Regions from separate parts of the Mus musculus genome. Here region 1 is linked to region 2. A link is a contact called in public HiChIP or PLAC-seq data. All regions are on one chromosome and are shown on one strand. The core of a region is the stretch at or near the end of the contact, and the rest is flanking DNA. Distances in the headings are between cores, read along the strand shown. Region 1 overlaps Baz1b (bromodomain adjacent to zinc finger domain, 1B). Region 2 overlaps Stx1a (syntaxin 1A (brain)).

Region 1 (3,027 bases), core at 389-2,888, 180 kb after region 2:
CATAAACCATGGGTTCTATTCCTATGATTAAGAAAAAGTCTCAGCCAGGCGGTGGTGGCGCATGCCTTTGATCCCAGTACTTGGGAGGCAGAGGCAGGTGGATTTCTGAGTTTGAGGCCAGCCTGGTCTACAAAGTGAGTTCCAGGACAGCCAGGGCTACACAGAGAAACCCTGTCTCAAATAAAAAAAAAAAACAAAAGTCTCCTCTTGTCCCCAAGGGTATCATTGATAGAAAATTTAAATAATACAGACAGATGAACTATAATCCAAAATTTTTTTTTTTTTTTAATGGTTCAGTATTTTAGAAGAGATGGTTCAGTGATTTAAGACCACTTACTGTTCTTGCATTTACTGTTCTTGGAATTGGGTCTAAGCACCCACATGGGGACTAAAACCATTTGTAACTCTAGTTCCAGGATTCTGAAAACCTCTCTGAACTCAGTCATGCATGTATACATGAAGGCAAAACATGACAGACTTAAAATAATTTTTTTGTTTTTTAGGTAAGGTATTTTAAATTCATTCCTTGTGTGGAACCTAATGAGACAGAATAGACATTACAGAAGTGACACAGACATTAGATGAATTCCAGATGTCAAGGCATCTTTGTTACCCTGTCTTTCCTTACAACTCTTCTATGTCAAATTGTGAGGAAGGCACTGTCAGCTGTGACCAGTGCTACTCCTGCTTGTTAGCAGTAAAGTGATCCAGCCGTCTCTCTGTCCACTGTTGCACTTATCATGGGTGTTACTAATTAATCCTTGTTGTGCTTTGTAGATACTGGCTCTTCTCAAACGAAGTCCCAGGATTATTCATTGAAAAGGGCTGGGTCCATAATAGCATTGACTACCGGTTTAAGCATCACCGCAAAGACCACAGCAATTTACCTGATGATGACTACTGTCCTCGAAGTAAGTATATCTGCTGCAGAGGTTGTTGACATAAAGCAGTGATCCCTAACCATGGGTGGAGGAGTGGGGGGTGGGGGAGACCTTTTCTTAGGAGTTGATAATCAGGCTAGGTTGAGGTCACAACAACATGAGGACCTATATTAAAGTTGCAGCATTAGGCAGGTTGAGAACCACTGCTTTGAGTATGGTGTCTGCTCCAGGCGGGAAGTGGTCATGTCCAGAATGCATTGAACAAGTCTGAGCTGTGTAGCAGCCCAGCACAAAACACTGGAGTACTGTTTTCCTTAGTGAGTGTGTGGCTGCCTACGAGCTGTGGCCACACCCTAGCTCAGGAAACAGAACTGCAGGGTGCTATTAGGAAAAAGATTTAAGGACTGTTTCTTTTGAGTGTGTTTTGACCTTCCTCTTTGTAAAGATGAAATATTTTTATGTGTTTGAAGCAGTGCTGTGCTATAGTTCAGGCTGGCCTAGAACTGTCAATCCTCCAGCCTCAGTCTCTTGAGTACCAGGATTGTAGGTGTGCACTTCCACCCTTGCTTTGAGATAGTTTAAGTAGGGACTGTCTGTGGTTTAGGATTCACATGGAGGACTGACTTTCCTGTGTCCCCTTTCCCGGCTGTGGTTTCTTTATTACCACCCAGCTTCTGAGAGAAGAGGAGCATGCAGAGAGAAGAGAGCATGGTAGCCCTGATCCTAGCTTAATGAGGGAAGAGGAGGAGTGAATACTTGTGGGTAGTAGATTTTACAGAAATAGCTTTCAGATTTTGTACCTTGTTAATGTCTGTAGAGGCATCAAGCCTAAAACTGAGGTAGGAGACCAAGGAAACTGTTATTTGTCCTCTTTCTCTGCTTTTTAAATTAATTCTGAAATACCTTGTATTGTGCAAAGAAAATTTAGATGTGCTGGAGATTTGACTGCAAAAAGGACAGATAAGGTCCTGAATGTCATTTCACTGCAAATCTAATAAGGAGAAAAATAGACATATCTCATCTTAAGTCAGGGACTGCTCAAGTAATCTCAGCACTAGGAGCCTGGGGTGGGCAGGAGGTGGTGAATTTGAGACCACCCTGGGCTCTGTAGTGAGACCTGTAGGGTGGGTGCAAGGATTGACTGAGCCTGAGGCACAGTGGCATGCGTCTATAGTTATAGTTCCTTGGAAGGCTGGAGCAGAGTGATATTTGAGCCCAGTTGTTGAAAAGGACAAAACAGGGAGACCGCCTACCACCTGCTTGGGATCTCATATAACCTAGGCTGGTTTTGAAGTCTTTTTTAAAGTATGTGGTATTTTGTGTGTGTGTGTGTGTGTGTGTGTGTCTGCACTGTGTGCATTTGGTGCCAACGAAAGTCAGTAGAGGCATCAGATTCTATGGAACTAGAGTTACAGATTTAACTGCCATATAGGTTCTGGGATTTAAACCCTGGTCCTCTGGAACCATTGGGTTATAATAACCTGATGAAGACTGCTTCTCAAGAATTGTATTTCTCTAGGAATGTATTTTTTATTTTTGTTTTAAAGTAGTGCTTGATTTTGAAGATACTCCTAATAACAAACTTAATGTAGCATTATTAATAATAAAACCACTCATTTCTTTTATACATCTGAAAACTTTAAGGCTTCTTTATGGTAAGTTATTTTAAGTGTAGATTATATTACCTTGCAGCACATTCTGGATTTGGTATACTTTACAGATAATATTAGTGCTATCTGATGCAGTTGAACTAGAGAAGAGTTGACTGTAGAGTCAGGCTCTTCAGATTTAGAAGTGATTCCAATAGAATGTAGGACTTCTCAAAAGCTTATCTAGAGCATCCTAGTGGAGATTTGTTTTGTTTTGTTGCCCCACCCCCTTTTTTTCTTTTGGGTGTTTTGAAACAGTTTCTCCGTGTAGCCCTGGTTGTCCTGGAACTCACTATGTAGACCAGGTTGGCCTCAAACTCAGAAATCTGCCTTTCTCTGTTTCCTGAGTTCAGGGATTAAAGGTATATATATATATGACCACTGCCTATTTGAGGATTTTTTTTTCTATATGATATTGATATGTTTGTGTATACGTATGTGTGAATGCATGTAGACGTCAAAGGACACCTTGTAGGATTGGTTCTCTCCCCTGTGTT
Region 2 (3,132 bases), core at 384-2,883:
TTTCTTTGAAACTGCTGTTCTGTTACTACTCCCGCACCCCCAAAACCAGGGTGCCCCCTGCCTCAGCCACTCAGGGCAGCTAACCACCTAGGAAGGGCAGCTTTGTGAAGAGGAGTCCAAGGTCAGCTGTGGCTTTCACTGGGAGGCAAGGTGAACCACTGTGCTTCAGCCTGGTGGGTGTCTCTGCTTGCCCGCCTGAGCCATCCGGTAAAGCCAGGTGAACCGAGCTCATCCCACTCCCCGGCACACGGCACCCGTTAAGTAAACAGTCCTCAGCGAGGGCCGACCAGCCTTAAATTTAGCCCCATCTGTTATCTACAGGGGAAGGGAGAGGCAGCGGAGGAGGAGGGAGGCTTCTTGGAAGGCAGTGGGAGAGAGGGTGAGACTGTAGCTGCCGGTGGCCTTGGCCTAGAATTGCAGCTGTAGACCAAGACATCGCCTAGGGGAGGAGGGAGATCACAAGGCTGGGATTTGCCCAGAGCCCTCCATCCCATTCCTAGTGCTAGAAGCTGGCACCATGTCTTCTCCTATCCCCCTCCCACCCCCCCACCCCCCACCTCATAGAGACAAAGGAGGAACTGGAGGAGCTCATGTCGGACATTAAGAAGACAGCGAACAAAGTTCGCTCCAAGCTAAAGAGTAAGTCGCCCTGGTGGCTGGGGACCTGGGGATGTGGCTCAATTGGTACAGCGCTTGCCTAGCCTACGTGAGGTCCTGAATTCAGTTCAAAATGGAGGTATAAGGATCAGGACAGCCGAGGCGACATAGCTTGAGGACAGCCTGGGTTATATGAGAATTGTATAGAAATAATAAACTAAAAAATATTTTTTAAAATTAAAAATGTCCACCCGAAGAGTATCCATGCATAGACCATAGCTTGTCTCTGTTCACAGACATGCATGCATGTCCAGTGGCCAGGGCTGCTTAGGGGACATGTTCTACAGCGGGGGTAGACACCTGGTCCTCCCCACCTTCCTGCACAAAAGTGGCCTGAGCTGCCAGACCCTGCACAGCACCCATTTGGGTGCACAGGGTTGGGTGTGTGCTCACACGGAAGTGTACACAGCTGTACACACCTCCCAGCTGGAAGGACTGCTGTTGGTCCTGCGTCCATTATTGATTACAGTTTGCCTTCCATGTGACCCCCCATCCCTTGTGGTTGGGGAGGGGAGCCGAATCCTTGACTTATGGGTGGGGTCGATGCATGGAGGCAGGGAACTGCTCAGCGGCCTCCTTTCCTCACTCCTCCCCACCCCAGGCATTGAGCAGAGCATCGAGCAGGAGGAAGGTCTGAACCGCTCATCAGCCGACCTGAGGATCCGGAAGACGCAGGTGCAGCCATGGCGAGGGTGGGCGGGCACCTGAGTCTCTGGGTTTTCCGTAGAGCCCACTACCTAACCTACCGGTACCCTTGTCTCCCCGCCCCCGACTGCCAGCACTCCACGCTGTCCCGAAAGTTTGTGGAGGTCATGTCCGAGTACAACGCCACTCAGTCAGACTACCGAGAACGCTGCAAAGGGCGCATCCAGAGGCAGCTGGAGATCAGTGAGCTGGGGCAGGGTCCGGGCTGGAAGGGAGGGCCTGGGGTTGTGGTTTGAGCCAGGAGATGGTGGTAGGTGTGGCCTGTGGCTAGGGGTGTGACTTGGGTTGGAGGGGTGGTGCCATGAAGAGTCTAGGTATGGGGGTTTGGGCTAGATAGAGTGGGGTTGGGTAGGACCTCGTGGTGTGCTTATGGCCTGGTGGGCGCGGGGGTGAGGCCATTGATGAAGCCTGTGGCTGGAAATGGGGGGGGGGGGATCAATAACGGCATGGGGGCGGAGCTTATAGCTAGAGGTGTGGTTGAGGGTGGTGCTTTGATCAGAAACTAGACCCTATTGAGCTCGCAGGAGAGGGCGTAGCTTAGTGTGATCCCACCCACAGCCGGCCGGACCACGACCAGTGAGGAATTGGAAGACATGCTGGAGAGTGGGAACCCTGCCATCTTTGCCTCTGGGGTGAGTGTGAACCCCTCCCCATTTACCAGGACTCATTAACCACATCCCTCCGCACTACAGCACAGTGTGTGGGTCAAACCCAGGAGCAGGGCTGTGTTTGGATACTGCAGCGAAACGAGGCTGATTTTAGAGAAAGCCTGAATCGAAAGTGAAGGGAGGCCTTCACACAGGTGAAATACACACAGGTGAAGTGGTGGTGCATGCCTTTAATCCCAGCACTTGGGAGGCAGAGGCAGGTGGATCTCTGAGTTCGAGGCCAGCCTGGTCTACAGAGTGAGTTCCAGGACAGCCAGGGCTACACAGAGAAACCCTGTCTCGAAAAAAAAAAAAAAAAAAAAAAAGAAAGAAAATGAAGGGAGGGGACCAGATTGAGGGTCATATAAATGCCAGTGACAGGGGTGAAATTTCAAGAGTTGTGTCAGGTTAAGATTAGATAAAGGAGCTTGCTGCCAGGCCAAAGACCTGAGTTGGACTCAAATGGTGGAAGAGAGAACTGCAAGTTGTCTATACTCACACCACACACACATAGCACATGCACCCTGCACCCGTACACACCACATGCATATACACACATGCACACACACCATATGCACACACTCATACACACACACACACACACACACACACACATATATACACACACACACACACACACATATATATATATACATATATATACACACACACACACACACACACACACACACATAGACACACAGAAATACACACAGGGAAAACACAATGCACATAAAATAGAAATAAATAAATCTTTTTTGTTTTGTTTTTTGTTTTGTTAGTAGCCACCACGCCCGGCTACTTATTTTGCTTTTTAAGATTTATTTAGGGCTGGTGAGATGGCTCAGTGGGTAAGAGCACCCGACTGCTCTTCTGAAGGTCCAGAGTTCAAATCCCAGCAACCACATGGTGGCTCACAACCATCCGTAACAAGATCTGACTCCCTCTTCTGGTGTGTCTGAAGACAGCTACAGTGTACTTATAATAATAAATAAATCTTTGAAAAAAAAAAGATTTATTTATTTTGCCAGGCGGTGGTGAAGCACGCCTTTAATCCCAGCACTCAGGAGGCAGAGGCAGGCGGATTTCTGAGTTCCAGGCCAGCCTGGTCTACAAAGTGAGT

What was found. HiChIP or PLAC-seq counts read pairs in DNA pulled down with a chosen protein or histone mark.
Region 1: an H3K27ac HiChIP or PLAC-seq map of embryonic stem cells shows a contact between it and region 2, with 5 read pairs. The contact joins two enhancer-like sites. A contact is called at or near these places in 4 of 39 promoter capture datasets (the C10 cell line, cranial neural crest, frontonasal cranial neural crest and 1 more), 1 of 484 Hi-C or Micro-C datasets (embryonic stem cells), 1 of 115 datasets of contacts at active chromatin or transcription factors (embryonic stem cells) and 3 of 9 other capture datasets (adipose tissue, liver and pancreatic islet).

What each region holds. Positions count from the first base shown.
Region 1 is chr5:135,222,308-135,225,334 of GRCm38.p6, forward strand. Baz1b (bromodomain adjacent to zinc finger domain, 1B) reads left to right here. Exons shown (of 19, transcript NM_011714.2): 9 at 778-911. Among named protein-coding and RNA genes, the nearest start is that of Fzd9, 27 kb to the right of the region's middle. Within about 2 kb of position 1,639, at least 9 of the 459 cell types and tissues checked have an H3K27ac peak or open chromatin away from gene starts, as enhancers often do. A contact at or near this core is called in embryonic stem cells, where this site is marked.
Region 2 is chr5:135,040,673-135,043,804 of GRCm38.p6, forward strand. Stx1a (syntaxin 1A (brain)) reads left to right here. Exons shown (of 10, transcript NM_016801.4): 4 at 565-639; 5 at 1,259-1,332; 6 at 1,437-1,545; 7 at 1,921-1,994. Among named protein-coding and RNA genes, the nearest start is that of Stx1a, 19 kb to the left of the region's middle. Within about 2 kb of position 1,634, at least 41 of the 459 cell types and tissues checked have an H3K27ac peak or open chromatin away from gene starts, as enhancers often do. A contact at or near this core is called in embryonic stem cells, where this site is marked.